3 separate regions of the Muntiacus reevesi genome follow, and regions 1 and 2 are each linked to region 3. A link is a contact called in public Hi-C data. All regions are on one chromosome and are shown on one strand. The core of a region is the stretch at or near the end of the contact, and the rest is flanking DNA. Distances in the headings are between cores, read along the strand shown.

Region 1 (2,784 bases), core at 74-2,573, 320 kb after region 3:
GCTGGCCCGCCCTCTGCCCAGGAAACAGGGTGGGTCAGGTCAGAGGCAGGGCCTGCCCCTTTCAACATGGGTCTGGTTGACTCATCTGGAGCCCATGAGTAGCTTCCTGCCCACAGGGGCAATGGGTGTCAGGCTTGCCCACCAGTCAGCCCTGGGAGACTGTCACCACTCCAGCCTAGGCAGGCAGGGGCCTCAGGAGAATGAGCCCCACCCCAAGTTTTTGTGGGGACTCAGCCTCAGGCAGAAAGTAAGTGAAACCCATTCCAGTCAGAAGAGTTTCTCATAGAAGGAGAAGCCAAGCTGAATGCAGGTCCCCCATGGGCCCAAACTCACAGGCCCAGCCAGAAACCCAGAGTCAGGAGTCACTCCCTCCTTGCTTCCGGGTACAGCAGGCTCTACCCACAGCTGACTACACCCCTTGCTCCCTGGGACATTCTGAGCTTAGCTAAGCTAAGCCTCAGTTTCCCCACCTGTGAAGCAGGAAGGACCAGGAGCCCAACCTTACACAGGAGTAAGAGGAGGAAACGGTAACGCTTAGCCTAAGAAGCTTAACAGAGGCCCTAGGCATAGCCCACATCCACAGGTCTCTGCTGTTGGGGCCCCCGCCCTTGCGGGCGCGCGGGGTCACTGACCTTCAGGGCACACTTCTGGCCAGTACGCCGGTGGAAACACTCCAGCACCTTGCCGTTCACACCCAAGCCCAGCACCTGCTTGGACAACTGGTAGTCATCGGTCACTGCGTACTTCTTGGGCTCCCGCCGCCCCCCGAGGGCGGGAGCGCCAGCGGAACAAGGTCCGCAGGGTGCACTTGACGGGGGCGCAGGGCCCCCCAGCTCCTCCGCTGTTTCCACGTCCATGGCCCCGCGAGGCGCTCAGAGGCGGCCCCAGCCTGGCGCGTCCGGGGCCACCTGGGAAAGAGACGAAGAGTGAGTTCCGCTCAGACTCCTTCAGTACACTCCAGCCATGGACGCCCTAAGCCGGACTGGGCTTTGGGCCGGGGACAGGGCTGGGAATGAGGAACGAGCTGTGGAGAGGACGGACCCGCGACAGGGGGCGGTGGTCCCGCAAGCCGGGCACCAGGCGAGTCCTGCCCCGGCCACCAGTCAAGAGGGGAAAGCGCCGCGGGGTCCCGGGATTGGGAGGTGGAGGGGGCCCTGCGAGGGCGTACCTGACGAGGGCGTACCTGACGGCAGCTCACGGGGCTGTGGTTGCCCGTAAGGGGCAGACCCAGGGGTCGCCAGAGGCCGCGGCCCTGGGCGCCCAGAGCCGAGAGTCGCGCCGCCGCCTGCCCACGTGACCGCTCCCCTCCCCCGCGCGTCCCCGACTACATGCCGGGCTGGGTCAGTCTTAAAGGGCCAGGCTGGCCCAGGCAGGACGGGGCGGGGCCGGGCCGGACCCGCCTAGAGCGAGGCAGAAATAGGGGGCGTGGCTTCTCCAGGGGGCGGAAACCTCCGAGGCTCCGCCAGCCGCCGGGGAAAGCCAGCGCTAGAGCAGCCGGCTACCGACTGGGTTGTGCGAGCAGCCAATTGTACGCGCCACCAAGGAAGTGGCAGCACAGGAAATCTTCTCTTGGAGTCCCAGGTAGCCCCTGGAATCGGGTGTTTTCTCTGCAAGCTCTCGAAAGGGCCTCCAGTACAATTTGTAAGGTTTGCAACTTAGTGGTGGCCCACTGCCAGTCTATCTAAAGTCTTACTTTTTGTCACCAGAGCGAATGAAATGGAATTTTGTTGAGATTCAGGTCTGTCTGGTTCCTGGTTGCTCTTGGGATCTTTCTAGCACTGGCATCTCTCTCCTTCTGTGCATCTCTTGTTCATACTCCCTTGGAACACAGCATCCTAAGACTAGTGAATTTGCTCAGTCGTGTCTGACTCTTTGCGACCCCGTGGACTGTAGCCTACCAGGCTACTCCCTCCATGGGATTCTCCAGACAAGAATACTGGAGTGGGTTGCCATTTCCTTCTCCAATCCTAAATTCCCATTTGGTCATATGCATCAACTTTTCACCTTATGGCTTGAGCATTTGGTGTCATGTTTTAAAAGTCTCCTCCTTCCACCCTAGTGCCAGTTATTCTTTATTAGCTAAGTGGTTTTCCCTTCCACTCTGAGTCCATCTTAGATTGTGTGCTTAGTCACTCAGTCATATCCGACTCTTTGAGACCCCATGGACTGCAGCCCGTCAGATTCCTCTATCCATGGGGATTCTCCAGGCAAGAATACTGGGGTGTGTTGCCCTGCCCTCCTCCAGAGGATCATCTCAGCCCAGGGATCGAACCCAGGTCTCCGGCAATGCAGGTGGATTCTTCACTGTCTGAGAAACCAGGGAAGTCCCTATCTTAAATTACCTTACATATTTTGAACTCGTTTTCCCATCGCAGACTGTTAACTCTTATTTCACAAATAAGAAAACCAAGAACCCGTGAGAGGAAACAACTTGACTCGAGCTGCAGGATGTGTGCCTGTCTCCTTGGACCAGTCTGCACTGCTCCTGCACTTCCCTCTCACCCCACAACCCAGGAGGGGGCTCACTTGGAACAGGGATGATTGGATTGAATTGGGGCAGGGATCTCTGTGTGGGCCTCTGCTGCCATCTACAGGCCACTAGCAGGACCTGTCCCACCAGTAAGTAACTCCTCCGTATACCCAAGTTATCCAAAGGTATCTTTGGACCTGCATCTTTTAATTTCATGACTGCAGTCACCGTCCGCAGTGATTTTGGAGCCCAAGAAAATAAAATCTGCCACTGTTTCTATTTTCCCCCCATCTATTTGTCATTAAGCGATGGGA
Region 2 (2,904 bases), core at 384-2,883, 370 kb after region 3:
AACTAGCCTTTATTAAACAACTGTTCGGTGCCGCTCTTCAGGGACAAGCAGGAAGGAAAACAAGACTCCGAGACGGGAAGCAACCTGCCCAAAGTCACCCAGCTAGTATCTGTTCCAGGCAAAACACAAAACCTTCGGACTCCGGAGGCAGCTCTTACTACCAGAGCGCTGGCCAAGGAGTAGCCGAGGCCTGAAGTCGGGCGCAGCTTCTTCCTCTCGGCAAGACTGCCTTTAACCAAGCCTGTTTCTCCATCTGTACAACGGGGCCACAGACTTTCTGAGGAAGGCTACCAGAACTCTGAAGAACTCGAGGTCTCGAAGGTGTTCCTCATACCTTTCTAATAGGCTACTACACTCTCCCGCCACCCTGAAGAAACTGCCGCGGGTTCGGCTCCCGGATGTGCATAACCCGGATGTGCATAACCCGGATGTGAGCGCCCCAGAGAGACTCTGCTTCCGGGGTTGGTTCATTCGAGAAAGGGCTCGGGCGGATTCCGTTGACCAGCTCCAGGGTTCCTAGAACCGCTGGGTTGCACCTCGGACGCCCCTGCGGGCCAGTGGCGGGGGGTTGGGGGGTGGGGTGGGTATGAACGCCTTGCACACTACTTCCGCAGGCCCACGGTGGGAAAGGGTGGCGTTGTGTTAGGGTTGCTCCCCAGACAGTCTTCCTGAAGGTCGCAGCAGGAATACGGCTGTAGCCTGCGGTGACTGGTACCGAGTCCGGAGATGTGTAGGCCACCCGAAAGGAGGCGTGTCATCAGCTGCCAGGAGTCCAAGGGATCCGGCGCTATGCGCAGGGGCGTGGCCTAACATAGACTATGTCTGGGTAGAGCGGCACGTGGGCGTAGCCCAGTGTTGGGGGCGGGCACTAATTTGAGGCGTGGCACCCAGTGTTCAGGACCTGGACAGGACCAGTGTCCAGGACCAGGTGGCGACTGGACCCCAGGGCCGCTCTTGACCCTCTAACCCCTGTTTTAGGGTTTGGAGCAGGCAGCTCTAAAGTATTAGTAGACCAGGGTTTGAATCCGACTCGTCGGCGGGCTTTGTCCAGGTCGTCTGTGTGCGCCTCAGTTGCTCCTATAAAATTCATGGCAGGGCCTCTCAAGTGTGGCCTGCCAATGCCACTTCCCCCCGCCCTCGAGTCTATTGTTAACTAGATCACTGTTGACTAAACTACTGTTAAACATGCAGTTTCCGAGGCTCCGTCCCAGACCCGGGGATCTGTATTTGTAACAAGCTATTAACAAGCGATCCCCATAAGTTCCTCTGAAAACCTGAGAATTAGAAGGTATCTGAAAACTCCTCACTCTAGAGGTGATCGCGCTCTGGATGGAGGGGTATACGTAGGTTTTCCTGGGTGCACGTGCCCAATAATGCCTCTCCAATAATAATACCGTTCCATCTCCCTATTTCTCTGAAAGATGCCTCATTTCTAGCCAGAGGTGGGTATCATTTACCAACAGCCCTCACACCAGAGCCCATCTGAGCAGGAAGCTAAGAGCCAGGGAGGAGACGCGTCTTGCTCTAGTTCACCAAGCTAGTGGAGCGTCCAGCCAGAGTTCAACGCTGGCTCAAGGACTCCTAGTTTAGTGCTCTCCACAAACCTCTGCCCACCCGCATTCGGGGAGCGCGAGTCTGTCCTGGTGGAGATGAAGCCCGGGCTAGCCGGTGGCCAGAGTTCTGCCCTTAAGAAAGGCCTGGCCGCCCACAGTCCCCCGCGCAATTCTACTTGGGCCACGGAAGATGAGCAGTGGTCTGCTAGAGCTGAGACCCGGCTCCCACTCTCGCTGGGGGCAGAGCCAGATTTGAGCGGCAGGCCAGCGGACCAATGCAGAGCCGGCTCTGGGCCTGACAGCCAATCCGGGGTCGGGGGCGCAGGGCTGGCAGGGACGAGACTAGCTGGAGCAACGCGAAGACGCCAGGCTGCTGGCCTCAGCCCCACCCCCGCGGTGGGTCCCGGCCGGGCCTGTCGGTGTTCAGGCTGGCAGAGCGAGCGCTCGGCTGTGGGCGGTGCGACGTCACAGGCACAGCCCAGGAGGTCCACCCAGGGAGGGCGGACCTCTGGTCGGACCCGCCGCCCCCTGCCCTAGGACCTGGGGGGTCCACCCCCAACCTTGCCCCCGCCTCCTGCCGGTCGCCACCACCCTTAACCTCTCCGGCTGAGCTCGGCGCCCCAGAGAGGATTAAGTAAGTGCTGAGGTCGCCGCTTCTGTGCAAGAATGGAGGAATCAGAGGGGCGAAGGTGGGGATGGGGATTGGAGTAGCGAGGAATGATGAACCTGGTGGAGAACGGTATGTGGGTTCTCGGACGTCGTAGCGCCCAACCCTTTTCCTCCCCGATTCCGTTTCTTGCCCTTTGGAACATGAGGCAGTCCTGAACAGTGATGAGCAGGGCCCTTTCTCTCCTTTGGAAGGAAGAATAAACAGAGCCCCAGAGCAAGTGTTAAGGGTCTGGCCCAAGGTCACATCTCGGGGTCAGTGGCAGAACCAAGAAAGGACCTGGGACTCCTGACAAGCCCAGCCTACCTAGAGGCAGAGGACAGAGAGCGGAGATGAGCCTCTCCCATCCCATGTTTCTGTGCCAGCCTTGCCCCTTCCTAAGGGGCCGTCCCGGGTGTGTGCCCACCTCACACACACCCATGCACCCACACAAGGAGGCATCCCACATATACCCATGAGCTAGCGCACAGCGTGTGTATGCAGCCATGATCTGTGCATTGCTCCTCCCTGTAGGCCTGCCCTTCTGCAGTTTGGCTGGGACTTCTTTCCACTCGGTCTTATCCAGAGCCTTTTGGCCTGGGAAGGCCAAAGTCACAGCCTGGACTGGGCATATCACCCACCCTGTGCTCCCAAGGGAGGAGGGATGGGTAGGAGAAGTCATCTCAGAATGGGAGCTCCATTCTT
Region 3 (2,844 bases), core at 165-2,664:
GTTCCCTCTGCCTGTAATGTTCTTTCCCTCTCCATAATGATGACTTGTCTCAGAAAAATTCTTGACTACTGTCTAAGTTAGTGCCTACCCTCTCTACCATACCCTCCTGGTCCATTTTCTGCACAACTTGCATCCCACTGCATCATTTGCCTGTCACTACTCTCCCCTGATATTTCCGGTGTCCAGCACACAGTAGGTGCTTAATCAACACTAAGAGAATAACATCCCAATGGCCAAATACAGAAAGCACTTCAGACCCACATTAGTTCACTGACAGGAACAGCTGGTCTCCTCGATAGACAAGTGGGCGGGGTCTTGTACTTCCAGGCCTGGGATGTGGATACTTAAAACGCTGGCAAGGGCCAGCCAGCTACTTACCAACCGATTCTCTTTGCCTCTAGCTTCACTGCAGAACTTTATAAGTTCTTTTTCAATAGAAGCTGGAGAGAATGTGACATCTCTGTCTTTGAGGTCCTGATAAAATCTTCCCAGATAAGAAATACAAACTGGAAAAGAGAAAGAAGGAACATGCTCCAGTCATCACCAAATTGCAGGCCAATTCACCAGGCGGGAACTCCAGCAGCAATTTTAAATAGGAGACACGGAGAAAGGGGAGCTTTTCTACCACCGGATTTTCTCGGGTGCCCACAGGTAGACAGAACCGTGCTCCGGGTTGCTGGGTCCCCGAGTACACCCAGGGGATGCGGGGAACGAGCATCACCTAATGACCCACAAATGGCCCCTCCCTGCTCTTTCCATAAAGTTTAAACCGAGACTGAACACGTGTCCTTGAGCTAGGCTCACTGTGACCTCATAAATGGACAAACTAGAGGCCGAAGAGAAAAAACCGATGCAAATGCTACTCATTTCCAAATGCAACACCGAACCCCAACATGAATCTTTGCAACCCTATCACACCAGGCGCAGTGCCCACGGGCGGCCCTCAAGACTCCCCAACCTGGGCCAGAACCGCTCCCAGGAGCCTCTGCCCAGTGATGGTAAAGGACCAAAACTCCGGCGTTATCTCAGTTTCAGGCCAAACTGTCTGTATGATCTAGTCCTAACGTTCTCGTCGTAACAATGTTTTTTAGGCCCAGGAAATGTTTTCTAGACTCGGCGTTGGTCCCTCCTCTCGCAGACCCCACTGGGACCGGCCGCCCCCGCCCGCATTAGCCCCAGCCTCTCAGTCTTTTGGTGGTTGGGTTGGGTTCAGCGCCGCCGCCAGGCCGGCCACAGCGCTCAGACCCCAATTCCGCCTTACCTTCGCAGTCACCCGGCCGCAGCGCCCGGCTGGCTGGCAGCACGCTCAGAGCCAGCGCCACGGCCAGCCCGTGCGTGGCCCACATCCTCCACCACCCTCCGCCGCCGCCGCCTTCGCCGGACTGAACCGCGCCCGCCGTGCGAAGCAGCCCCCAGGTCCCGGCCGCGCGCCGTGGCTCCCTATTGGCTGGCGCCCCCCCACGCTCTCCCACACACCGCTTCCCCATTGGTCTACGCGCCTCGGAGCCCACAAGAGCGGCTCCACGCTACCCTTCCTTATTGGCTGGTGGCATCGCCCGCCCTCCGCCCTAGACAGTTGTCGACCGCTGATTGAACCGGGACTGCTCGCAGGAAGCGACCGCAGAGGCGGCGGAAGCGGCTCAGTCGCCATCTTTGGTAGGGGCAGAGGCTGTGGCCGAGGCGGATCGCCGCAGGCTGGAGTGGGATTCGGCCGCTGCCCCGCGCATGCTCAGTTGCTCTGTGTACTGTCTGTTTTGGGCCCCAAGTCCTCCCAAAGAAGCCCACGGACTTCTCCGCTCTGGTCCCGACTCGTGGTGCAGGTCAGGGGCTCTGTGGTCAGCCGCAACCCAACAGGCAGGGAGGGCGGCCGGCCGCAGGCAAGGCTCTGAAGAGATTTCTTTCCTTTTTCTTAAGGAACCACGTGGGCTGGGGAACCAGCCTTTGGGGAACCGCTGAGGAGAGCCCGGATTGCTCCGACAGGTCGACAGGAGGACCCGGTCGGGGTGGACAGATGTCGGGCAGGAGGGGTTGCCCGTAGGAGGGGGCTCCCCTCCAGGTTGTCTTCCCAGAGCTCAGAGGGGAGGCCGGGCCGGGACTGGTTGCCTGGCTTTGAGATCGTAAGCATCCCGCCTTACTTGGGAGATTGGCGGCTTCGGAGGTTTGGCCCCCCCCCGCCAGGAAGACCCCTTCTTCCCCCTTTTACTCACAAGCCTCGGGAGCCTGGCCGAGGCGGCTGGTCCTCGCTCTCTTGCTTTCCAGCTGAGCGCTCTCGGCCCTCGGCTGCCCTCCTTCCCGGTGCAAGTCTTGGCTCCCTGTGCTTGAAGGCCGGACGTGGGAAAGGTTGGCTCTGTGCTCAGGACGGAGAAGAGATTTCTATAGGGCTGAAAGGGCTTGGAGCCCAGCGGCAAGGGTTGGAGGGGGCATTTTGCGCTGCTCCCTCCCAGTCAGTGAAGTCAGTGGGTCAGTATCAGGAATTCATCTTTAATTCACATAACAGCAGTCAAGGGAGTGGGGAAAGGGAGGAAGGCAAGTGGCAGATATTTACATCTAAAACTTCACATTCTTGCTGGATTGAGAACATGCTACCACAATATATACAGTAAAATACTTTTTTTGGGACACTAGTACAAATTTTTTTTTTTCTTTTAACTTTGCTTTCTGATACAGGTAAGACCATTAAGTCACTTCTTATTTTAAACATAAATACACAAAAGAAATGGTTAGAAGTTTTCTTATTTTAAATAAGCACAGAATGCCAGAGGTTAAAAACACATTTATAGGGCTGAATACCAATTGGACAGCACACTCTATACATTTTTTGCTCAAATTCCTGTACAAATACAC

Evidence for each region. A called contact is a pair of places that touch in the nucleus more often than the background predicts.
Region 1: a contact with region 3 is called in a Hi-C map of muscle, with 6 times the contacts expected there. The contact joins the promoter of MAPKAPK3 here to the promoter of MANF in region 3. A contact is called at or near these places in 2 of 3 Hi-C or Micro-C datasets (blood and muscle).
Region 2: a contact with region 3 is called in a Hi-C map of muscle, with 4 times the contacts expected there. The contact joins the promoter of HEMK1 here to the promoter of MANF in region 3. A contact is called at or near these places in 2 of 3 Hi-C or Micro-C datasets (blood and muscle).

Annotation. Positions count from the first base shown.
Region 1 is chr4:107,702,075-107,704,858 of mMunRee1.1, forward strand. It overlaps MAPKAPK3 (MAPK activated protein kinase 3), which reads right to left and starts at 1,324. Exons shown (of 11, transcript XM_065933600.1): 1 at 1,169-1,324; 2 at 633-908. The coding sequence starts at 857.
Region 2 is chr4:107,754,434-107,757,337 of mMunRee1.1, forward strand. It overlaps HEMK1 (HemK methyltransferase family member 1), which reads right to left and starts at 1,634. Exons shown (of 11, transcript XM_065933608.1): 1 at 1,615-1,634. C4H3orf18 (chromosome 4 C3orf18 homolog) reads left to right here and starts at 1,919. Exons shown (of 5, transcript XM_065935359.1): 1 at 1,919-2,187.
Region 3 is chr4:107,380,656-107,383,499 of mMunRee1.1, forward strand. It overlaps MANF (mesencephalic astrocyte derived neurotrophic factor), which reads right to left and starts at 1,415. Exons shown (of 4, transcript XM_065935358.1): 1 at 1,262-1,415; 2 at 379-506. The coding sequence starts at 1,346.